Linked DNA regions of Mus musculus: all the other regions are linked to region 1. A link is a contact called in public HiChIP or PLAC-seq and promoter capture Hi-C data. All regions are on one chromosome and are shown on one strand. Each heading gives the region's core, a stretch centred on a gene start, on an enhancer-like site or on the middle of the called end of the contact. The rest is flanking DNA. Distances are from core to core; before and after follow the strand shown. Region 1 holds the start of P4ha2 (procollagen-proline, 2-oxoglutarate 4-dioxygenase (proline 4-hydroxylase), alpha II polypeptide). Region 2 holds the start of Sparc (secreted acidic cysteine rich glycoprotein). Region 3 overlaps Gm2a (GM2 ganglioside activator protein). Region 4 holds the start of Slc36a1 (solute carrier family 36 (proton/amino acid symporter), member 1).

What was found. Promoter capture Hi-C pulls out the DNA fragments that hold promoters and counts their contacts. HiChIP or PLAC-seq counts read pairs in DNA pulled down with a chosen protein or histone mark.
Region 2: an H3K27ac HiChIP or PLAC-seq map of extraembryonic endoderm stem cells shows a contact between it and region 1, with 2.6 times the contacts expected there. The contact joins the promoter of Sparc here to the promoter of P4ha2 in region 1. A contact is called at or near these places in 2 of 39 promoter capture datasets (liver and pre-B cells) and 1 of 115 datasets of contacts at active chromatin or transcription factors (extraembryonic endoderm stem cells).
Region 3: a contact with region 1 is called in a promoter capture Hi-C map of liver, with 3 times the contacts expected there. The contact joins the enhancer-like site here to the promoter of P4ha2 in region 1. A contact is called at or near these places in 5 of 39 promoter capture datasets (embryonic stem cells, hippocampal neurons, liver and 1 more), 1 of 115 datasets of contacts at active chromatin or transcription factors (astrocytes) and 1 of 9 other capture datasets (liver).
Region 4: a promoter capture Hi-C map of embryonic stem cells shows a contact between it and region 1, with 8 times the contacts expected there. The contact joins the promoter of Slc36a1 here to the promoter of P4ha2 in region 1. A contact is called at or near these places in 4 of 39 promoter capture datasets (embryonic stem cells, hippocampal neurons, liver and 1 more).

The regions. Positions count from the first base shown.
Region 1 is chr11:54,098,161-54,104,232 of GRCm38.p6, forward strand. It overlaps P4ha2 (procollagen-proline, 2-oxoglutarate 4-dioxygenase (proline 4-hydroxylase), alpha II polypeptide), which reads left to right and starts at 2,764. Exons shown (of 16, transcript NM_001136076.2): 1 at 2,764-2,880; 2 at 3,360-3,487.
Region 2 is chr11:55,416,625-55,422,624 of GRCm38.p6, forward strand. Sparc (secreted acidic cysteine rich glycoprotein) reads right to left here and starts at 3,456. Exons shown (of 10, transcript NM_009242.5): 1 at 3,164-3,456.
Region 3 is chr11:55,101,144-55,107,475 of GRCm38.p6, forward strand. It overlaps Gm2a (GM2 ganglioside activator protein), which reads left to right. Exons shown (of 4, transcript NM_010299.3): 2 at 2,444-2,605. Among named protein-coding and RNA genes, the nearest start is that of Gm2a, 6.3 kb to the left of the region's middle. Within about 2 kb of position 4,463, at least 53 of the 459 cell types and tissues checked have an H3K27ac peak or open chromatin away from gene starts, as enhancers often do. A contact at or near this core is called in liver, where this site is marked.
Region 4 is chr11:55,200,105-55,206,103 of GRCm38.p6, forward strand. Slc36a1 (solute carrier family 36 (proton/amino acid symporter), member 1) reads left to right here and starts at 4,236. Exons shown (of 11, transcript NM_153139.4): 1 at 4,236-4,384.

The sequences.
Region 1 (6,072 bases), core at 1,514-4,013:
TATTAACCCCCAAAAGCACAGAATACCCAGGAAACAATCCACAGAACTCAAGAAGGCTAACAAGTGAGGATGCTTCAATCCTACTAGGGAGAGAGAAGAAACCAGAGGGCAGAGGGAGGGAAGGAACTGGATGGGAGACGGAAGGGGGAGGGGAAGGGAGGAAGGGAACATGATCAGGTATGGGGGAGGGGAACAAGAGTAAAGCTCAGAAGGCCAGCAGAATGAGTGTAAATATACAACCTCTGGAGGTGGGAGGTGGGCAACCTTCTAGAATGTACCAGAGACCTGGGAAGTGAGAGACTCTCAGGACTTAAAGGAAGGGACCTTAGATAAAATGCCAGACAGTGGGGAGAGGGAACTTGTAGAGTCCACCTCCAGTAGAAAAACAAAGCATTAAGTGGAGGGATGGGTTTGCCATCTGTAGTGGCTATTCCTGGTTGTCAACTTGACAATATTTGGAATGAACTACAATCCGGAATTGGAAGGCTCACCAGTGACCCTTATCTGGAGGCTTGGAGATCCTTATCTGGATCTTGGTATGGAGATCTTGAGCCATAGTGGCTATGGATTCCAGAAGATTGAATCTCCGAGTTTAAGGAACACACCTTTAATCTGGGCTACGCCTTTCATCTGGGATTAAAGGTGTGGTGGAACACACCTTTAATCTGGGCTCCACCTTCTGCTGGAGACAATATAAGGACATTGGAAGAAGGGAGTCTAGCTCTTGCTCTTGCTCCTTCGCCTGCTTGCTGCGTGAGACTGAGTAACTGCTAGATCCTTGGACTTCCATTCACAGCTGCGACTGAACCATTGTTGGGAATTGGGCTGCCGACTGTAAGTCATCAATAAATTCCTTTACTATCTAGAGACTATCCATAAGTTCTGTGACTCTAGAGAACCCTGACTAATACACCATCCCATGGTCAAAAGCTCTGACCCAGAATTATTCCTGTCTAAAAGAACTGCAGGGACAAAACTGGAGAAAAGACTGAGGGAAAGGCTGGCTAGTAACAGGTCCAAATTGGGACAGATCTCAAGGGGAGGCTGACACTATTACTGATGCTATGTTGTACTTATAGACAGGAGCCTAGCATGGCTATCCTCTGAGAGGCCCAACAAACAGCTGACTAAGAAGCAGATACACCCAACCAATGGTCTGAAGTTTGGGACCCCTGTGGTTTAATTAGGGAAAGGCTGGAAGAAGTTGAGGAGGAGGGCAACCCCATAGGAAGACCAGCAGTCTCAACAAACCTGGTCTCCTGAGATCTCACAGGCACTATCCAGTCAGCACAGACTAGCGGGTCTGAGGCCCCTGACACATATTCAGCAGAGCCTGGTCTGGCCTTAGTAGACACACCTAACTCTTGAGGAGACTTGAGGCCCCAGGGAATGGGAGGCCTGGTGGAGTGTGGGGTTGTGTGGGGGTGTGGGGACATCCTCTTGGAGACAGGGGACAAGAAATGGGATGAGGAACTGTTGGCGGTGAGAATGGATGGGGGATAACAACTGGACTGTAAAAAAAAAAAAGATTAAAGATAATTTAAAAAAAAATAAAAAAGAGCATACACCATGTAAGGGTGATTTAACAACGGTAAAGCAATAAACATAATACAGTAACTGTTGGGGGCTGTTGTGGAGCTAGAAGGTCTGAGAGATAGGCCAAGAAGATGGACTTTGCTTGCTTGGTTGGCCAAGGAGAGATGCACAGTGGGTGGTAGAGTGGGGTGAGGGTTATGTTTCCATAGCCATGGATTGAAGGTATTTATAGGCCAATGGGAAAGATCCTGTGGAGAGGGGGAGGAGGAGGAGGAGGAGGAGGAGGAGGAGGAGGAGGAGGAGGAGGAGGAGGAGGAGGACCACTCCGGACAGAGAAGTGGGCGGGCATGGGGAGGATCTGAGGATCTGGGCAAACTGTACTTTCTGTGGCATAGCAGATGCAGAAAGGTTTGTGCATGGTTTCAACTGGGCTCTTGGCTGGTAGCTGCCACAGACACGGACAAGTGGCCAGGTAGTATTTTCTGAGTTGTTTCTGTGTGTCTGTCTTTCCTAGTCTGGGCCGTCTGCCTGGTCCATGCCATTATAGGGAAATCCACACCAAACTCCAGGCACAGTCCCACAGGCCGGGCATCTCCGTTCTGGGCTCTGCTCCCTGATGAGATTCTCAGACTGCTTCCCCTCATTCATGGAGAAGCAAGCTTACAGGGCAGGCGTGGGAACCTGCTCAGCTGCCAGAGCATCCTTCAGTTCAGATCGAGGTCGGTTGCTTCCCTGTCTTCTTGACTGTGTGTGTCTCAGACAGAGCTGGTTGAGGTGTCCAATCTCATTGGCCTGTGTTATAAGCCATAGGTTGGCCCTAGGATGAGATGCTCCAGGCTACGCCAACTTCTCACATTTACAGAAGAGCCGAAGCCTGGCTAGCCTGAGCCCCTCAGAGAAGCAGTTAGGCTTTGGAGATGGGTCATCTGGAGAGATGAGGTGCGCTGACATCTCAGACCCTTGTCTTTTCCCTCCCTCCACTCCCCTCCCAGGATACTCAATTCCCGATCTTAGTGACGCCAGCCTCCTGCAATTTGCCGGTGGTAATGGATGTGGGGGTGGTGGGACCACAGAGGGCTGGAGCAGGCTGGGATGGGGGCGCCGCCCCTGGTGCCGGTCCCACGCGGCGCAAGGAGGTGTGCATCGCATACGTGCAGCGCGTGGCGGCTCGGGCCTTCCCGAAGGCTCCAGTGGCTCGGAGCCAGGCCCGGGCGGGCCCGGGGGGCGGGAGGTGGGGACGTGGCGGAGGCTCAAGCGGGCGGAGACTGTGACGAGGGCGGAGCCGAGAGCGCCGGGGCGACGCCGCGGGAGGTTCTGGAAACGCCGGCTTCTGCGCGTGTTCAGGTGAGCGCGGGTCCGCAGGGTCGTCGCCGGGCTGGGCTCGGGTCCCGGTGGCCGGGCGGTGCGTTCTGCTCTGCGCGGAGCCGGGAGCTGGATCCGGGGTCCCTCAGCCCCGTGCCCCGCGTCCGGCGCCCTGATTCTGCACCCGCCTGGGTTCCTGTCCCGCCCGCGTCCCTTCCCAGGGTTAGGGCGGTGAGGTCAGCGGTGCCCTTCCTGCCGGTACTGTTAGGCCGGGCCGGACAGGACACTTGGCGGGCTCCCGGGAAGGGGCGACCTGACCCCGGGGTCGCCCCCCGATCTAAGGCGGAGGCGCCCGCCTGGCCCCGAAGGCGGCGCTGCTTAGGATGAGGAAGACCCCTGGCTCCCAACCCTGGCAAGGACCAGCTTGGTCGCTGCCAGTTTTATGGGCTCTTAAATCAGAAACTCTCCTCCTATCTGTCAGAAGACATCCTTGTCGAACCTCTGATGTTTTCCCTGAGCAGTTTCAGAGACCGGTGGCGATTGGCTGACTGATTCAACAAATAGAGCATTCTCTGTGCCTGGAGACTTTCAAGGACTGAGGCAGGCAGAAGGGAAGACTCAGAAAGTTCAGGTCCAGAGCATCAGCAAGGTAAGTACTGAGTTAGTGTGGAGTTTGGGCTGTGTGGACTTGGTAGATGTCTGGATGCTTCCGGGCAGGAGACATGGGCTGGGGTGGGAGGCTCCGGTAAACTGGATTGGTCACTTAGGAACCTGGACTGAGGAATCACCCTGAGTGGCCGCAAGCTTGGGCCAGTATCACGTCTGTGGTACAGTAGTGGAATCAAGGTAACGGAAAAGGGCCGCTTTAGGGAATAGCTGTCCAAGGGCCCCACCCACAAGCAGTGAGAGATCTGCATGAGGAAAGTCCACTGAGCCCTTGCAAGGTGAGCATGGGTCTGGGTACTTCTGTCGCAGGATTTTACTGGGAAGTACAGGTGGGTCTTCCTGTCATCTGTATTCTAATGTGTCATTTACTATGCTGAAGGAGATCATTGAATTGCCCCCTACAGCAACTCTGCTGTGCTCTCAACGCGCTAAGGAGTCTCAGTACAAGAGAATCATTGGGGAAAGGCCTCCAGCCAACTCACTCCATCCTTGCGACGTGGCTTCCCTGACTGGGCCACACAGTGGATCCTTACCCTGAAGAATGACACTTTAAGGATTTTGCTTCTTAATGCAGGCCATCTCGTTACTGACACCTTATCCCTCCTGATGGAAGAGCTTCCTGGAACTAAGAGCAGGGTCCCAGTGCACCACTTTGTAGCTTCTGACATCCTCAAACGTTCTCAGCTTTGCAGAGGTCTATTGTCTAGCTCAAAATTTATAGGGTGATTTTGCAAGTTGTTGCTTGTTCTGAATTTATATCACATCCAAGTCAGCCCATGGTTGAGTGCCCTGTTAAATTGACCAGGCTTTCCTCTGGCGTGTATCTCCACTGCCTCTGAAGTGTCCAGGGTGTAGTCTCTCGATATGGTTCTGTGTGTGCCTCAAGGCCAGCCTCTCGGCTCCTCTCCATGTACAGAATGTTTGACCTTGGGATTCTTTTCTTCTTGGGCCTTCTTGTCCTCACACGAGCTTGTCCACTGTGTGGCCCAGCCAGTGAAGCCACATTGCTTGATGGAGTGAGTTGGCTGGAGGCCCTAGCCTGAAGATTCTGTCATATTGATCCTCCTTATTACCGTCAGAGCTCAGCAGGCAGATATGGTGACAACTCAACTGAAGCATTGTGTGTGACCTTTGGGAGTCCCTCCACATTGTCACAGGCTCTGCAGAGAGACTTACTTATCTATAGATTGGACTGCGTACAATGGACTGTGGGTTGTTCCTTGAATTGCATGTGCTTCATATCTGACTAGACTGGGCCTGGGGCTTGAATGAGGGAGAAGACAGGCGGTGGGGGAGGAGCTCTTTTTGCCCACAGGCAGCTCATAATCTCTCTGAGATCGCTGTTTAGCCCTGGCAGCTGCCTAGAGCCTAGGGAGGAGCCCTAGTGTGGGTGCTCATCAGAGGGAGACTGAGGCCCTGCAGCTCTGGGGACTGCGTGGAGTGAGGGAATTGAGGGCTTCCTTGTCTGCTGAGAAAGCTTCCATTTTTGACTGCATTCTCCCACATCCTTGGGAGGGTTTGAGGCTGGACCGAAGGCCTTGGCTGACTTAGGGCCACGTTGGCCGATAGTGTGCAGAGGCCTGGGGGGTGTGTCCCTGGCTTCTGGGATCTGTCAAGAGCTTAATTTTATGCAGATGGAGGTTGACAGCAAATGCTGCAATGCAGGCACGGGAAAGACCAGCAGAGTCCTGGAAAGAGGCTTCAACTTTGAAAACCATCATTCAAATCTAGTCATTTAGACCTTTGAAGTACCTGAGGGTGGGACACCAGCGTATCCCAGAGCAAAGGGAATTACTGAGTCCTGTGGTCTGTGGGGTTTGTGCTGGGGATGTGGAGTGAAGGATAGACAGACAGTTTTCCTTCTCAGCGAGAGCAGAGCAGGATGAGAAGGTCAGACTAGGCTTTTTTGAGAAGCGGGGTTTTGTTCCGCTGGTGCCACTGCAGGGCAGAGACTTTCGTGTTTGGATAGTGATTTTCCTGACCCTGATAGGATCTGTTTGAGCCTGGTACAGGTCAGCCTCTGCTCCAGACTTCTTGGTAAGTGCTTGCTAGAGATTGCTTGCTCTGTACCTGGCATTCCTGGGAGCCAGGGAGTGGTGGAGATCCCAAGGCCTGGTACTCTTGGGAGACTGGAATGAGTAGGTCAGAAGCATAGAACTATAAGAGATTTTGGAGTATTGGTTCTGCTCCCTGTCTTTTGCCAGGGAACCATTTTTGTGTGTGTGTGTGAGCTTTGGGGCCTGTGATTGGTCAATTCCAGGGTCACCTCCAAGTGTTGCATACTTTGGTGACACCTGTTTCCAGTCTCCCCTGAATTGAATATGTCATCTCTCCTGGCATTCCTGGGACCCAGACATCACTCACCTTCTGACGTCTTCTTGTTTCTTCACTACCTCTTTGTATGGGCCTTCCTCACTCCAAGAGCCACTAACTTGGGCTGAGCAACTGTCCACTTCAGATCCCCTTGAGTTCCTGTGATTCTCTTGGTTGGTTCTGATGATTGGTCAAAATCAGCTCAATGATTGACAGCTTGCTGGCGTGTGTCGTCTAATTCAGTTCACAGAACTA
Region 2 (6,000 bases), core at 2,206-4,705, 1.3 Mb after region 1:
ATGTGAGGGTGTGGCCACATCCTGCACTTATTTTTAGCTAGGCTGGTGGTAAAATCTACATATTTAAACTCTGTGCCCCATGTGTTCGCATTTGCCAGTTTATCTCCCCAGACTCATCTGCTGGCCTAAAAGACTTCCACAGGCAAACATGCTTTGCCTCGTATCCTCTGCTGCTTAAAGCTTATTTTCAACACGGAAAGCTGCCGCTGGAAATAGCAAGCCCAGCTGTGCATTGGGCTGCAGAGCCCACAGCTGGATTGAGGATAGTGCCTCCCGAGCCTTCTTCCTATTTCCTCTCCTAAATCAAGAAAGGAGGCTGCTGTTAAACATGCAGGATGCTGCTCCTTCTAAGGAAACCAGTGACTGGGACTGGGTTCATTCAGAGAACATCTAGCTCAGATCATCCCCACCTGACAGATTGGGAAACTGAGGCTAAGACAGGTTAGCGTCTTTCCCAATGTCACCATTGAGCTGTAACCCATGCTTTTGACCAATACCCTCCCTCTCTTCCTTCCTTCCTTCCTTCCTTCCTTCCTTCCTTCCTTCCTTCCTTCCATGTCTGTGTGTGATGTATATATGGTGTGTGTGTGTGTGTGTGTGTGTGTGTGTGTGTGTGTGTGTATGTGTGTAAGCCAGAAGTCAATGTCTTTTTCAGTTGTTCTTTACCTTTTCTTTGTTTTTCTGAGACAAGATCTTTCTCCAAATCCCTCAGTAGTCTGGAATTCACTTATATAGACCAGGCTGGTCTCTACCTCCCAAAGACCAGCCTGCCTCTCCCTCCTAAGTGCTGAGATTAAAGGCGAGTGCCACTAAACCCCACTACCTTATATTTTGAGACAGGGTCTCTTACTAACCCGAAGCTAATGAGTCAGCCAAGTGAGCTCTACAGACTGGCCTGTTTCTGGTAGCACTGGGATTAGAGACATGGGTCACCACACCTGGCTCCCCAGGTGGGGGGTAAGGAAAAAACCTGGCGTCCTCAGGCTGATGCAGCAAGCACTTGATCACCAGTCTTTCTCTAGGGGAGGATGCATTACTCTTGAGAAACTGACAAGAAGATCCCCCAAATTGAAATGAATTTAAGCAATGTATTTTTAAAAATATTCCTGTCACCACTTTTTACTAAGAAGATGTTCTCTGGACCCCAAATGTTGGAGCAGCCAGAAGAAAAAGGACTTTGAACAATCCCCTTTGTGCTAAGAATCTTAGTCTCTTTAGAAGGGAGTGAGGTTGCAAAGTGCTCCCCCAGGGCATGCTTTAGCCCGTTTCATCCTGCCCCTTCTCCGAGGGACTGCTGCTTTTACCCGAAATAGGGAGGAAACCGGAGTTCCGGAAGACAGATTAGTTCAAGGCCAAATGACACTAAGCACAGATCCAAACCCTCTGTCCTGCAAAGGGCAGATCTAGCGAGGCTTATCACAGTCCTGGGGGCCCTGGGACGTGGGAAATGGGGACAGGGCAAGAGTTTGCTGTGGTCCTTGTATCTGGGGCAGGGGTGAGGTGCGGTGGCGGCAGCCGTGGCAGCGGTTTGGGGGGACTGGAACCTAAAGGTCCCTGAGCGTTCCCAGAGTCCCCTCCCAGCCAGTACGCAGAGACCCTAGGGTGGGGGGGTGGGGGAGGTTGCCGTGGCAACTCGCATTCCTCTCGGAGTGAGTCACGGGAGAGAAGAGCCTCTTGGTGGGTGGGGCTTGGAGAAAGTTTCAAAAGCTGACTCCTTCTCCCAGAGCCACCCCACCCCCTCCCCCTCCCTCAGTGCCGCTCTGTCGATGTGGCAGCCGATGGCTAAGTTAACCAGAGTTAACTCTTCCCTCAACCACTTCTTTCAGGTTTAATCCTTGGCAAATACAAATTTGTTTCTATTTCCGAATTACACCTTACACCGTCACACCATTCTGGGGGTCTGCATCTGTTTGGGAATATCTTAAACCTAAAAGCTGTGGACACCCATCATCTCTTAAACACAAACAGAAACACTCATGCACGCGCACTCACATACACACACTAATTCCAGAGACTCTTTGAAGTTGCTTATTCGTAGACCACTTTATAGGCTCAATTAAGTGACCCTGCTTGGGAAGTCTTAGGGGAATTCGGGTACCCCAAAAGCTATCCCTCTTCCTTAGGACAGGAAGGCTACACTCAGGGGAGATGGCTATGTGAGATCGCCCACAAATTGCCTAAAGCTTGTTACCTCATGTAGGGTCCGCATCTCACTCCACTCCCTACACTAGGAAGGTTCTAGAAACTTAAAAGAGTTGTCAGTGGAGACACTCCCTCCCTGCAGGTGTGCTGTCTGTCCCTGAGGCAGATGCCTGATACCTGTTTGTCCCCCTTAGGTGAGGCTTATTTCCAGCCATTCTAGGAGTCACAGGAAGTTTACAGAACAGCTTGGAGCAGACAAGCTTTCAACAGGCTGAGTCTTGGATAGATTCAGTAGTAGCAAGAAAAGTGTCCTGGAGCTATATCTCTCTGTCTCCCTCCTCCCCATCACACCCTCCTCCCTGTCGTCTCTGGATTGTATCAAATTGTTGGCTTTCTCAGATGTCTAGATACGGTAGAAGCAATGTTAATGCCAGTGATGACCACCTCTCAGAATTAGGCTGGGAACAATGGCAACCCCAGGCTGGGAGAGACAATGGCATTTCAGACTGACTGAAATGCCACGGGGTGATGGGGTGGGGGTGGACAGAGATTGAAGGGACCAGAGCCTTCCCAGAGGAACTGACTAAAGGGAATGTCTTGCCTTGGCTGTTTACAGATCTGTTTATCCTTCTTGCAAAGTCCCATTTGGACAACAGTGCTCTGACCCAGAACTGGATGTCTGTTCTCCCAGAATAGGAAGCCAGACCCAACAGGCTGCCAGCCAGATTTTCTCTGGGTTGGCAGTCATGATGGGCAAATGAGGATCGGATTCTCAGAAAAGGAGGCAGCTGCCTCCGAGGGTGACAGAGGACAGACCAGTAGCCTCTGCCACCAGAGAACACAGAGAAAGCGGTCCCCGCAAACCATGGCTATTTTCTGCAGTGCTACAGAGACAACAAGTTCCCCTGTGAGTGAGCAACAGGTTTCCAGCTCACCTCCCCCTGAGACTGGTCATGGGGATGGGGCAGAGAGGAGATGATGAAGCTTACAGAAGGGCAGGGGCTGACAGGGAGGTGCATACCTCGGCACAGGCAGGCAGGCAGGCAGGCAGGCAGGCAGGCGGCAGAAGAGTTCTGGCGGTCTGAAGGGCTGCAGGAATGTGGAGGGGTTTAGAGGCGAGCAGCAGGAAGCCTCTTGGAGCTCTGGGCAGGGTCTGTCTCACCCTCCGCCTCCACTCAAAGGCCCTCCTCCTCCTCTGTCTCCTCCTTCCCCTGGCCTGCCTCCCCCTTCTCCCCAGAACCAAAGCTGTCTTTTCTTTCTCCCTTCCTTGCCTTGTGGTAGGCTGTGTGCTACCCAGACACCCTGGCCCCACCTGTCTCATCTGTTCTGGGGCTCCTGCCTAAACAGACATGAGGGTCAGGGCTGGAACAGCTGCTGGAATCACCTAGAACAGGCCAGGCCTTGTTCAGAGCCGAGGCTGCTGACTGAAGAGTCCTAGACATTAACCGAGAGAAGAGAGAGAGAGAGAGAGTCACAGAGGCACGGCTAAGCCCCTTGTCCTACTTTACACACAGCCAGCGAGTGAACTTGCCTGAGCACTCTCTTGGGCTTAGCAATGTACAGCAAGGCAGAGAGTGCACGCTGGCATGGCAGTGGGGGAGCAAAAGTACCCAGTTTTCTCAGTGCCAACAAAACAAGCTGCCACTGGTGATACTGGTGGCATCATCCTTGATAACGAGGCGAAGTCCCCTCTAGGTCTAGTGGCACCAACCACGGGTACGTGAAGGATTAGAACTAAGCTGGAAGACTTGCGCTGTCAGTACCTGACAAACTCAGAGCAATAATACTGATAGTCAGATCAGAAGCAATAGCAGGGTTGGTGGGGAAGCCACAGGCCTTTCATTTAGGTGTTGTTTGGTTTTGGAAGAGGTCGCACGTAGCCTGGGCTGACCACTCACTATGTAGCTGAGGATGACCTTGAACTATTGATCTTCCTACTTCTATCTACTTCCAGGGTGCTAGGATTACATGTGTGTGCTACCTACCATGACTATTTTATTTAGTGCTGAGGATTGACCTCGGGGCCGGGGGGGGGGCAGGGGGGGGTGTTAATGATTGTTAAGCAAGCATGCTACCAATGAAGCTGCATTTGCAGCCCAGACAGACACACCAGAAGAGGACATCGGACCCCATTACAGATGGTTGTGTGCCACCATGTGGTCGCTGGGAATTGAACTCAGGACCTCTGGAAGAGCAGTCAGTGCTCTTACCCGCTGAGCCATCTCTCCGGTCCCAAGAGGCCATTTTAATAACAGGGGCACAGGCTCACGCAGGGCAAACAGCTTACCCAGTAACACCTGACCAAAAGTGGTCTGAGAACGCTGAGTCTACATTTCAGCCCCACTCTTCTTTGGGGAACATGGACACTCCTCATCTATGCAGCAGCTCTTGACTGAACATTTTGGGCCTGCCTACCTGGGGAGGTACCAGAATAGACGTGGTGGCAGGAGTTTGGGGTGTGGCTAAAGGGATGCACCTCATGTGCAGAACCACTTCCTCAGTGATGCAGACCCCAAGGCTTCTCCCAGGGGGTCAGATCAGCAGAAACTTCCTGAAAGCGTAGATATCGAAGCAGCCATTGAGTTTGGATAACAGGGGACTGGAGAAGGTAAAAGAACAGTCTAGAGATAAGCTTATACACACCAGGATCCCTGCCTTCCCTGCCACGCCCTCATCTACCACACTCCTCCTGCTCTCCAGCCAAAGCAGTTTGGACTGGACCTTTCCTGAGCCTGGACCTTTCTCATCCTTCAGAACTCTATTCTAATGTCACCTCCTTAGATAAGCCCTCCTTGTCCACTCAACATATAAGTCTCCTTGCCTCTCTCACAGGAAGTAGACACCTCAACATCATCTCCCTCCCTCCCATACCGTATAGCACCATCTGCTGCCTTCCCTTGACAAGCAGCCCAGGAAAATGGGGGCTTTCATGCATCTGTCCGAAAGGTTTTTAGTTAGTTTTGCTTTGTTTGTAATCAGTGAGTGGCCTTCCACTATCCCGCCTGAAGAAAACAGAAGGGACTCTTTTCTTAGGGTTCCAGTCTGGGACAGAGACCCTCAGACCTCCTGAGTACCCGCACATTTTTCTGCAGAGAAGAGTTATGGCTTCCTTCAGGTTCTCTCTCCAAAGGGCCTGTGAAGAATCCTAAGGAGACTTTTGCACCTACATAAGACTCCTGAGTCTTCTCCTTGATCCAACAACTGGGAGCTTTAGGCCACCAAATTTGGGGTTCCAATAGACTCCCTAAGCATCTGCTCTGCCCATAGGACCGATGTCTATTTCCACAGGATTGCTTACTGCAGCTCTGGGCATTGAGGAGACTTAAATTAACTGAAGCCTCGTGCTTCAAACTAAGCAAAAAGAACTATACCTAGTACAGACTTTGGGTCATACCAAAGTTAGACCAAAGATAGAACAAGTTCACTTGGAGTGCAAGAGTTGGAAACCTGTTTGGGGCTGGGGATGCAGTTTGTGGGAATGCTACTGACGGTTCCTGGGAGGACAGAGATCCAGAATCTCACCGGCCAGCCAGGTGGCTCAGCAGGTAAAGATGCTTGTCACCAAGCATGAGAAGCTGAGTCCTAATCCGAAGCCCACACAGAGGAAGGGAAGACCCTACAGCTGCTGCAAGCTGTTCTTTTTCTCCTCCCCCCCCTCCCCCGGTTTACCCACTGTGGTGTTCTCACTCCACCCCCTGCCACAAACACACAAACAAATAAGAGGAAAAAAAGAGAATGATTGAAGTCCCCAGAGGATTTGAATTTAGAATTAAAGCATGCCAAGGCGCAGAAGTCCTGCAGAAAGACTGACCCTGATCATGACAGGGGACAGAAGAGAGGGCTGGGCCTCCTGCCTCA
Region 3 (6,332 bases), core at 3,213-5,712, 1.0 Mb after region 1:
CTGAAATAGTCGCTTCACAAATACTTATGGAATGAAGTTTGAGCAAAATACCTGCTGGTACCTACCCTGGCCCTGCCTTTCTTAGTCACAGTGTGGCCTTTCATTCCAGGAATCAGAAGCCCATGCCAAGAAGCTTGAACATGGAGTTTAACAGGCTTACATGGATCTCACGGAGTTGGTGGCAGGAAACAGAGGCCAGGGAGGCACATGGCTGTGTTTTAGTGAGCCAGCTCATGCTTTGTGTCTGACACAATGTCATGAGTTGTCACATACGTGTTCTCACCTTGCAACAGTTCTGGGAGGAAGATATAAAATGCCTCTACTTAAAAGATGTGGAAATCAGAAATCAGGACTCCAATTGTATGTGTTCCAGGCTGGGATTCCAACCCAGGTCTGTTTGACTGGAACCTAGGCTTCCTGCCTGGCACTCCAAAGCCATACCTGTCCCAGGTCCCTGGGATGCTTGTTTTCCATCCCAGGCTGGTTATGAGCTCACTGTGTGTTTGAGGATGAGTTTGAACATCAGAGCCGAGTGCTGGGATTACAGGCATGTGCCCTGTGCTGGTCTTGCTGGTCTTAGATTGCCTTTTGTTCTTTTTTGAAGACAGGGTCTCACTATGTAGCCCAGGCTGCCTTCAAGCTTGAGATCCTCCTGCCTCAGCCTCCCTAGTGCTGGGATGACTGGTGTATGTCAGCATGCCTGGCTCCTTTAGTGCTGTAGTAGATCATATAGGTGACTGACTCTGTGTTCCTTTCCCATAGGACAGAGGGGCTCTTACTCTTGTCTCCTCAACTCAACTTGGAGCTGAGCCGCAAGTGTACGTGCTTGGAACCCACCTTAAAACTTTTGACCCAAGGCAGTGCCAGGCCTTGTGTCATAAGGGTCACATACATTGCCTCTGGCCATAGGGTCACACACACAGCTTCTTGTGTCATAATTCCAAGGCTTGGCAGAGAGAAGCTGTGGTCTAGCACGGATCAGGTGTTCTCTGGGTCCGGATGGTTATGAATGGGTTAAGATGGAGGCCAGGCTGGCAGATTTTCTAAGGCTGTGTGTGGATAATGGCAGTGCTAAGTGTCTTTGTAGGGGGTTTTGGGGGTGGGGCATGTGAGTGTGTTTTGAGAGGGAGAGACAGGCAGACAGGCAGACAAACAGACAGACAGAGGTGTAGAATGAATCCCAGATCCTAAGGTTCTGGGGGCTGGTGGTCACATTTGTTGGATCTAGGTCACGTGGAGGAAGATTTGAGAAGTTCCTCTGCAGAGGAGTGGTGGGTGACTCAGGTTGTGCCTATGGTGTGGTTCACGACAGGGGAGTAAGAATGTGGGTGTAAGGTGAGAAAGTCATTGCTCGTCACTGAGGGACCTCCTGTAGATCTTGTCCTGTGGGTCTTGTTCCCTGGACGCTGAGGCTTGGGTTACTGTTGTTTCTCCTTGTGTTCTTTCTCCTTGTTCCCCCTTGTTGCCGACCTAGGATTGGACAAGGGGTGGGGCATAATCAGGCTCATGGGCATGGAATACAAGGGTGACTTTCAGCAGCTTGTCTTGTGGTGACCTCCCAAAGCTAGCTGGAGAGAAATGGGTGGCAGGGTCAGAGCTCAGAGAAGGTACCCTCAAAGCTAAATGAGGCTAATACCATTATTAAATAGAGTATTTTCTGTATTCATTGACTTGTATACAATGTATCTGTATCGTATCCAATCCCACATTCCCTTTCAATCCAGCGCACCTGCCTGCCATTTTTATCTTCTCTTAATAACCCACTGAGTCCAATTATTGCTTCTCATATGTGCATGGGTTAGGACATGGCTATCTATGAGTATCACAAGCCCCCAAGGTATAATGACTCCTCCTCTCTGTAGCCACCACTGCCAATACTTCCTTAGCTAGGGGTGATTCCTCTCTCCCTCCCTCCCTTCCTCCCTCCCTCCCTCCCTCCCTTCTTTTGTAGCCTAGGCTGGTTTAGAATGACCACATCTTCCCTTGAGTGTTTACATTATGGGCTTGCACCCATACAGCTAGCTAAGTCTCTCTCTCTCTCTCTCCTGCCCTGCCCCAGAACAGGGTCTTGTGTATCTAGACTGGCCTGACATGGGCTATGTAGTTGAAGATGACCATGAATTCCTGATGTTCTACCTCCCAAGTGTTGCCCCTGCCACCACACTGGGTTTGTGTCATGCCAAGGATAGAGCCTAAGGTTTCCAATATGCCAGGTAGACATTCCACCAACGGAGCGACATCCCAACCCCCTTAGTTTTAAAGTTCAAGGTCTGATATAATGGGCCTAGGCCCTGCACTTTGGCATTTTGCCTGAAGAATGGGTCAGACAAGTGTGACTGTTACCATGGAGCTCAGAGGGGAATGGGCAGGCCTCCCTCCAACTCTTGTATGCTGAAACATTTCTTTTCCTCCACTTCTCTCCTTGCTGTCTCGTTGTCCCTAGCTTTCCCAACTTGGTGGCTTCTCCTGGGATAACTGTGATGAAGGAAAGGACCCTGCAGTGATCAAAAGCCTCACGATCCAACCTGACCCCATTGTGGTTCCTGGAGATGTAGTCGTCAGCCTTGAGGGCAAGACCAGCGTTCCCCTCACTGCTCCTCAGAAGGTAAGCCCCAGGCTGTGTGGACGATGGACGGGGAGTGGGCAGCCAGCAGGCGCCATGGAAACTCATGCTCATAGATTGTGAAAGACTTCAGACTTTGCAGACTTACCACAGACTTTCCCGGGTTCATAGAGTCTCAGGGTCAGGGGATGGAAGGGAAACCCAGGTCAGCTGGGATTCACCCATTCATGCACTTGGATATGGCGGCCCAGTGTTCACCATGGACTCCTCTGTGTTGTTTTGATGTATAGCCAGTAGCCAGGGACATAAGGCTATTTTCTTTTGTTTTGAGACAGGGTCTCACTCTGTAGCCTATGCTGGCCTTGAACTTGTGGTAGGCCTGCCTGCCGCAGTTTGGTTGTGGGCATGAGCCGCCACAATGTGGACTCTCAGAGCTGAATGAACAATGCTGTTTCCTTTATCCATACTGCATGCATTTATTTTTTAAAAAATACATATGAAAACAAGCAGTGCTTTGTATGTATGTTTTGAGGGAGGGCTTTATGTAGCCTTAGCTGGCCTTGAACTTGCTGTGAGCTCCTGGCTCTCTGGCCTCCACTTCTTGAGTACTCAGATCACAGGGGTACTACCACACCTGGAATGGACCCCGGGGCCTCTCATGCATATTAGGTGAGCACTCTGCCAAAACCACATCCCCAACTTTGTTTCTGTTCTTTTGAGCCAGGGCCTTCCTTAGGTAGTTTAGGCTGCCCCACAACTTAATGTAAGTACCTAAGGATAGCCTTGAACTTCTGCTCCTTCTGCCATCACCTCCCGAGGACTGGGATTACAGGCGTGTGCCACCATGAATAGCTTCTATTAAATGTCTTCTCCTAGCCTAATTCCTTAGGAGCTGCTCATTGTTGGCTGTTACGGATCCTCCCAGAATCTTCACTCATTGTTCTAATGAGACAGCGTGATTAATTTGGGAGACGCCATGCGGGCTAGAATTTGTCCGTATAATAATGATCTATTCATACTCTCCTGACTATGTACCTTCACATTAAATGTTTTTATTTATTATTCTTGTGTCTGCATATGGAGATGTGGGGTGAGGCCCACACGACACAGGGAACAGGGACAAGTTGTAGAGTTGGTTCTCTCCTTCCACCTTTTTGTTGGGTTCTGGGGCAGGAACTCGGATCGCCAGGCTTACAAGGCAAGCACCTTGTCCTGCTGAGGCAGCCCGCTGGCTCAGATGCACGCTTTTAAAGCTCTTTTGATAATCAATGCCCAAATGTCTCCAAACAGCCAACCAGGTTTACACCTACACTGACAGCTGTGTTTTCTTCCCCACACAATTTTTGACACTAAGAGTCCGAGTCTTGGCCAGTCTCTAATGTCATCCCTCATGAGGGCGAGCGATCCTTTCACAGTTCACTTGCTTTTTAGATCTATTTGGGGACATCAGCTTATTCCCACCCATTGCCCAACTTTGCATGTGTTTTTGTATATTTTCTTATTTTATAGTAAAGGCATCTTGTGGCACTGTTTATTGTAGCTCTTCACTCTCTGGTTAGAGTCACCACCTTTCTAAGATGTTCTTATATGCCCTGCAGTCTCTTTCTGGTCCAGACCTATTCTGGAACACGTTTAGATCATTTAAGAGATTTTGGGAGCCAAGCCTGGTGATGCATGCTTGTATATTATAGCACTTAGGGAGAAGTACAGGAAATTCAGGAGGTCAAGTCATGTTCAGTCTCACGGCCAGTTGGAGACCACCCTGTACTGTTGGGCTCAATTTTCTGAGTCTTAGGCATCTCTTGAGCAAGAACTGAGTTAATCAGTAATGTGGATGGTGCTTTACTCAGTGCCTAGCACACAGGATGTGCCCAGTTCGTGCTGGCACGTGTTGACATGTCAATCATTGTCAGTGATTGAGCTAGAAGGCCTGGAGAGATCTCAGTGCCTCTCCACCCCTGCCCATGGCTTCTCCTTGCTGATCTAGTACATTTTCTTCAGCTATTATCCAATAGGAAGAGGTCAAGTCCCGTGGATAAAAAAGGACAGAATTTGTCCAGATTGGAAAGGGAGACTGGCTGCTGAACTGAGTCTGCCAGTGTTGCCTGAATGCTATTCTCTGCTCTCAATGTTGAATCTGGAGTGGGTGGGTGTGTGCACATGTGTGTATGTATGCCTGAGCACATGTATATACATATATGTGGTGACTAGAGGTCAATGTTAGGTGCACCCCTCAACCTCTCTTCACCTTAGATGGGGTCCCATTGTGCCTGGAGTTCATCAGTTTGGCTAGAAAGATGGCCAGTGAGCTCCAGGGTCTGCCCAACTTTGCTTCTCCAGTGCTGAGCCTGTGCCAGCCACTACATCTAGATTTTTCTGGGATCCTGGCATCTGAGCTTAGGTCCTCATGCTTGCCTGGCAGACACTTTACCAACTGAGCCATCTCCTTAGCCCTGAGTGGTTTTAAACTTCTTTTTGTTTTGTTTATTTGCTTGAGACAGGGTTTCTCTGTGTAACCTTAGTTGTCCTGGAACTCATTCTGTAGACCAGGCTGGCTTCAAATTCAGAGATCTGCCTGCCTCTGCCTCCCAAGTGCTGGGTTTAAAGGCGTACGCCACTGCCACCCAGCTGATTCTTAGGTGTTTGAACATAGTGTATATTGTTGTGAGATCTAGACACAGCTCTATCCATGTGGCGGAGCAATGGCCTGTGTTAGGAAGGGGTTGCCAAGGGCCTTAGCAAGTGCCTTTACAGTGCATGTCTGTGGACTTTAGGAGTTGGTTTAGTTGTGCCAGGTGAACAAGCGCTGCAGCCGAGGATACATGGGATATACTTCTGAGCCCTGCTGGTCGTAAGTTTGAGATGGATAGGATTAATTCCCTAATGGCAGGTTGTGGCTGCTGCCTAGGGACTAGCCTTTGACATCACTGACTTCTGCCCTGGGCTTCCAATGCTGTGCTGATCCTGGGCTGGGGAGGAGCAGTTGTGGGGGAAGCTCCATAAACATTCAACTGTAAGTTGGTTACTTCTGTTTAGTTGGTGACTGCTTCAAGTTCCTCTTGGGGACCTTGGCTAAATGAGGGGAAGAAGAATGTGAAGCCGCTGGCAGTAGGTTTTGTGTCCTGAGGCTCCTAAGTGCTGGCCAGGTGCTATCTTCCTCAGTGGGACCTCACAAAAGGCAGAAGTACTGTGAAAACCATCCCACTCTTGACTGAGGAAGTAGAGACTGAAGGCATTTGACCAACTCCCTCAGGGGCAGAGCTACTCTCCAGCTCAGGCCCTCTGGCTGTTCCTCATCTGAGGAGAAATAGACTTTCTTAGCAGATGAGGCCGGCCAGAGGAAAGGTCACTGCACAATCAGGATGGATTCAGGTTAGCAGAGCAGGCCACCGAGGCAAGCAGCTTCAACTCCGCACAGGATTCAGGCTGTGTTGCCTTCACCATTTCCCGGCCTTGAAGAAGACAGCCTGTACCTCTTGTACTCGGTCATTTGAAGATTCAGGCAGCAGTCTGGGACTAGTGGAGTCTGGAGGAATGAGTACCATCCCCAGATTTATCTCTCAGAAGCAGAACCCCAGCCAGGGTGATGGCTCACATCTGTAATTAATCTCAGCATCTGGGAGGTCATGGCCACTGTCTGCTGCACAGCAAGTTTAAGACCAGCCTGAGCCACATACAAGCCTATCACACCAAGATCCAAACAAAGAACACAAAGGTGAAACCCCCTGATCTAGTAAGGTTGAGACGCAGAGGTCGCTCGCATGTCTGA
Region 4 (5,999 bases), core at 2,986-5,485, 1.1 Mb after region 1:
TCCATTCCATGCAGTTGTGGAGAGGACTTGAAGAAATGCCCAGGTTCAATATAGAACCTGAAGTAATTATTTTTGCCACTGCACATCCAGAAACCTTTGACCAGGACTAAGTTTTCACACACACACACACACACACACACACACACACACACACACACACACACACACACACCAGTTAGTTACATGACGCCATCTGAGGCCACAACCCACAGTTTAGGTAGCTGTGCTTTATGCCATACATCCTTGATTATCCAGGATAATCCCATTACAGTCCTGATGGTCACACAGCCTCTTTCATTCTCAAGTGTCCTGGCAGGCAGAGAACCACAAAAAAAAAAAAAAAACAAAGATTATTTGCAATATTAAAAAAAATTTTGAAAGCTCTTGATATAAAAGAACAAGGTTTATGTCGGCTAGCCGTAATTGTATCAGGAGCTCCAGCTACCTTAGGATCTGCCTGGTTGTGCCAACCTCGGTTTTGGACCAGGGACAGGTGAGTGTGCCTCACCTGGGTCCATGAACTGTGACATCCCGGTAGTTTGATCTTGCCTGCAGGTCAGTGCACATTGTAAACTGATATACCCCTTGGTATCTTGGCCTTACACCTCCACGTCCAGGCCTGCTGAGTTCCTACAGGGTTCTTCATTTCTCCTTCACATGAGCAGGGTGTTGCTGGCAAGACAGTCCCATTTAACCCCAGAATGCATGGAATAGTTTGCAACCATTTTCCCTGGGACCTCAGCTGCCGTGTTTGTACCTTAAAGGTATTAAATAGCTTCCTTCCTTCCTTCCTTCCTTCCTTCCTTCCTTCCTTCCTTCCTTCCTTCCTTCCTTCCTTCCTTCCCTCCCTACCTCCCACTCTCTTTCTCCCTCCCTCCTTCTCTCTCTCCCTCCCTCTCTCTCCCTCCTTCTCTCTTTCTCTTTCTCTTTCTCTCTCTCTCTCTCTCTCTCTCTCTCTTTCTTTCTTTCTTTCTTTCTTTCTGACACTGGGGATGGAACCTAGGTGTGTCTGGTGGCATTAACCTGTATACCAGTATTGCATCACGTGACATGATCTCTCTCTCTCTCTCTCTCTCTCTCTCTCTCTCTCTCTCTCTCTCTCACACACACACACACACACACCTGGGACAGGCTCTCTGTCTCTAAGCTGCAGCTCCAGCTTTAGCTATATACTTTGTCACAGTGTATCTTTAAATACTTTGCCACAAAAAAGATTATTTGCAATATTAAAAAAATTGTCCTTGTCTCCTTTCATGTCATCAAAAACCATAAGAAAAGAATCAAAACAGGCTGGGGAGATGGCTCGGTTGGGAAAGTGCTTATTGTGCAAGCATGAAGACTCAAGTTTGATTCCTAGAACCTATGTAAAAAAGCTGGATGTAGTAGCACAGGCTTGTAATCTCAGCGCTGGGAGGCTGAGACAGGCAGATCTTTGGGGCTCACGAGACACCCAGTCTACTTTACTTGGCAAGTTCCAGGCCACTAAGGGACCCCCTCTCTCTCAAAACAAACAAACAAAAAACAAAAACAAAACAAAAACAAAAACAAGGTAGGCTGGCAGGATGGTTGAGCCTGTAAATGGGGACAGACACCTCCCGGTGGTGCTGAACTGGCATCATCCCTTCCCTGACGTTTGCTCCCTCAAGCATCATCCTTGATTCCAAGACCATTTTTCGTTTCCTCAGTATTGTTCCCCTTCTTTGCAGCACAGTCCCTCCTATGTCCCCAGCTCACGGTGTCCTCACGGTGCCTGCAGAGCTTCTTCATAACAATTTTACCTTTCTTAGCTGTTGCTCTAAGATTAACAATGTCAACTCCATTCACTCCACTTAATGCGTTCTGGAATCATGTCGCTGTGACTTCCAAAATACTTTAAACTCTAACAGTGCTGAACGCTTCGCTCTAGCAAAGGTCTATGATTGTGAAGAGTGACATCGTTCTTGGGATACTGACAAAAAGGCACATGGCTTTCTATGTCCCAGCCACAATGGTTACTGTCGTGCAACAGCAGCACGGCGTTCACTGCATCCAGGGCCCGGAAGCTTGCTCTGGGAAAGGGGGTGCTAGAGGGGCCACCACTCGTGTCTTGGAGATCGACCATGTCTGAATCAGATAGTGTACAAGGAAACTTTGCACGGGCTCAGGCTCGTTGTAAGACGTAAGACCTTCAGCAGAGGACATGGCAGCTGAGTGTATTGAAGATGGAACCGAGAACAATGTATCCGCAAAGGAGAGCAGTGGCTGAGTATCTGGCATCTTAGGACCCATCACGTTTGAGGTGGGATATGGGTGGAGCTTAGGGGAAAGCAGAACTGACCTCCTTCTGTTAGATGCAGAAGGAGTTATCCAAAATTTCTCTCTAGCATGACCCCTTTAGGTGCCAGATCTTATGTGATTTGCAAACAACAAGGGAAGGGGGAGAATAGAGTAGGGCTTCCAACTGAACTTTCAAAATGGGTAACCCAAAGGGAACTCAGAAGGCTGCGCAGCAGGAAGTGATGGAGACAGACCTGGGATGTGGGTGGGAAGGAGGTTACTCTGCCACACTGCAAGCCTTGCTGGGCTAATACTCAGTACACCAAGGCAGTCCTCTGTAGTAGGGCTCTCAGCAGGAGAATCCAAATCTCCCTAGGTCTTGCCGGATGCCACTCATGGATGGGGATCTTGACCCAGCAAGTGTAGAGTGGGACTCTAGAAGTTGTATCATTTCTTGTTCATGTGTGTATATGTATGTGTATGCATCTGTGTATGTGTGGTGTATGGTTTATATGCTTGTGTATGTATGTATGTATGTATGTATGTATGTATGTATGTAGTATATGTAATATGTGTATGTGTGTATGTGTGTGTCGTGTATGAAGTATGTGTATGTGTGAAGTTGTCTTTGCATCTCTGTGTGTGTGGTATATGGAGTATATGCATGTGTGGTATGTACTGTTTATATCTCTGTGTGTATGGAGTACATGTATGTATGTGTGAGGTGTATGGAACATATGCATATGTGTATGTATGTATGTATGTATGTATGTATGTGTGAGGTGTATGAAGTATATGTGTGTGTATGGAGTATATGTATGTGTGTGTGGTATATGGAGTGTGTATGTGTGTGTGGTGTATGAAGTATGTGTATGTGTGAAGTTGTCTTTGCATCTCTGTGTGTGTGGTATATGGAGTATATGTATGTATGTGTGGTATATGTTTGTATGAGTATATGTGTATATGTGTCTGTGATGTATGGAGTATATGTTGTTTGTGTGTGTGTATGTGTGTGTGTGGTGTATGGAACATATGTGCATGTACGTATGTGTGTGGTGTACGAAATATATGTGTGTACATGGAGTATATGTACGTGTGTGGTGTATGGAGTATATGTATGTATATGGTGTATGGAGTATATGTCTGTGTGTATGTGGTGTATGGAGTATATGTATGTGTGTGTTTGTGGTGTATGGAGTATATTTATGTGTGTGGTGTATGGAGTGTGTGTGTGTGTGTATGTGTATGTGTGTAGCATATGGAGTATGTGTGTGTGTGTGTGGAGTGGGGCATCGGGGAGTCAGATGGTGACATTGTCTGCTTGAGTTGTTCCCTCAACTTTTTTTCCCCACAGGTTCTCTCACTGAACCTGAGCCCACTGTTTTGGCTAGATCAGTTAGTCTGCTGAAGAGACCAAGGGATCCTTCTGCTCTGGCCCCAAGCTCTGGTGTTACTGGCACACATTGTCTTGCCTGGCTCTTTATATGTACTGGGAATCTTAACTCAGGTTCTTATTGTATCCAGTAAACCATTTTCCCAGTAGCCCCTTTTAAATTTTTTTGAAGCAAGGTATCTTTAAATCACCCAGGGTATCCTTGAACTCACTCTATAACCCAAACAGGCCTTGAACTATTTTTCTTCTCTGCTCTGGTATTGCAGTCTTGTACCATCAGGCTTAGCTGCACGATTTATTTTTTAAAAGGTGCAAACTTGTGATTATAAACCAGTAAATGCACGTTAATATATGCTGAACAAATAAATTTTAGCAAGGCTAAAAATTACGGATATTTTGCATGCCGACTTCCCTGGAGACTGCCTCAAAATCTAGGTCGTCTGCCTTAGCTCTGTGGTGGTCTCAGAAGCACTGCCCTTTCTGAAGCAGCGGCTGACGGCCGCCAGGTGGCGCTGCAGAACAAGGGTCCGGGAGGAGGAGCACGGAATGGAGCGGCACGTGACCTGGGCTAGGGAGCCAGCATCACGTGACAGGGCCCGGAAGCGGCTGTCCAGGAGGCTAGAAAACCATGGCTAGGGGTCGGCGCTGAGGCTACGCGAGGTGGGCTGAGCAGGAGCGGGAGCCAGAGCCGGAGCCGGAGCCGGAGCGGGAGCCCGGGCCGGGCAGGGCCGACCGGTGAGTAGTGCGTGCCCTGCGCTGCAGTCGGGAGTCACCTCCTGCTGTAGCACCTCCCGCCAAACGGATGCTGCTGCTCAGGGACAGGTCACCCGTGGGGTGGGGTCTCCCATGCACCTTTGACAGGTGTTCAGTCATAGTTCCCAGGTGACATCGGCAGTCACTGACGGCTAGCTCGGACCAACCCTTCGTTTGCAGATGTGGCTGTTCGAGCTATGCCCTTGCCTTGGGTCACAGGGTACCAGACCGCAACTCCTTTCCTCCGAGAGTAGGGGAAACTGAGGTCCAGGGCTGTGTGTGGGCTTCCGAGGTATCCCTGCAGCAGGGTGTCAGCTTCTGCAACTGTTTGTTTTCTGCCACGTTGCCATCTGCGGGGAAACTCGCCCTGTGAAAAGGCACTTGTCCCTTCCGCTGTGGGTCGCGCGTCCTTGTTTAGCTCCGCTGTGTCTGGGCTCTCCACGCCAGGCTTGAGTTCTGGGTGTGGTTCTGTTCACTGATGGCTTTTTCCTTTCCTTTCCTTTCCTTTCCTTTCCTTTCCTTTCCTTTCCTTTCCTTTCCTTTCCTTTCCTTTCCTTCTTTTTTCCTCTCTCTCTCTCTCTCTCTCTCTCTCTTTCCTCATCACTCAGCAGGCTTCGTTTCTAACCGTTCTGCAGTTTTGTGGAAGTCACTTAGAAATATGAAATAGGACCTGGGATAGACTGGAGGGACCAAGAGAGCTCTAGGGCATGAAAAGCACAGATGTTAACTTGAAGACCGCTTGCTTTTTGTTTTGTTTTCTGAAATTTGACAGATTCAGGTAGCGACTGCTTATATGGATGGAATTAGGGGGTGGGGGCTTGTTGAGTCAGGATAGCAACATAGTGTCCTGGAAGGAATTGACTTTGGGGAATCTGCAGAGCGTGTTTTAGCTTTTGCCTCTTGCTTGATGCCTTAGGTGACTTTGAATCCTCCCTCACCCGGGTTTACATTTTCAGTGTATGAATGATGGTAGGGTCCTTTTGTTATGAAACTCATATTTTTCCTGTTTGATTTTGTTAGGAGAGATTTACCCCCTCCTTGTAATCTGTAGGCAGTAGCCTACAACAAGAGTAGATCTTGTTCTAAAAGAATTTTACCTGTTTCTAATTGTCTTGAATCTGCCCCCCCCCCATTTATGGCTCAACTAGACATTCATAATTTTAGTTGTCTTTCTCATGACCAAGATCTCTTTTGCCTCTAGTTTGCATCCTAATTTATAGTAACTAACAGGTACATTAGTGCATAGGGTTTTTTTTTGGATGGAACCCAGGGGTTCCAAACACTCTGGAAGTAGACTGCATCTACGGCCGGGCTTCTTAAAAGCTGTTGTTGAGGTTACAAGTAAGAGGCTCGACTCTCAGCCCTTGGCTTTGACCTGAGGCTGGGCCTGCTCTGGTGGGGTCTGTGCTGCTGCAGCCTCTTTGTTTTTATGTCTCTGTTTTCTCCTTAAACCCGGTGGCTGTTTGTTCAGCCTCCTGCCTGTTTAGCTGTCTTTGTCTAGCCGGGAGTCTATAAAGGAGAGAGGGATTTATGTATTTGGTTATTCAGGAGACTACAGTTAAGATCAGTGCGGTAAGGGAAGTGGTTTTGAGCATAA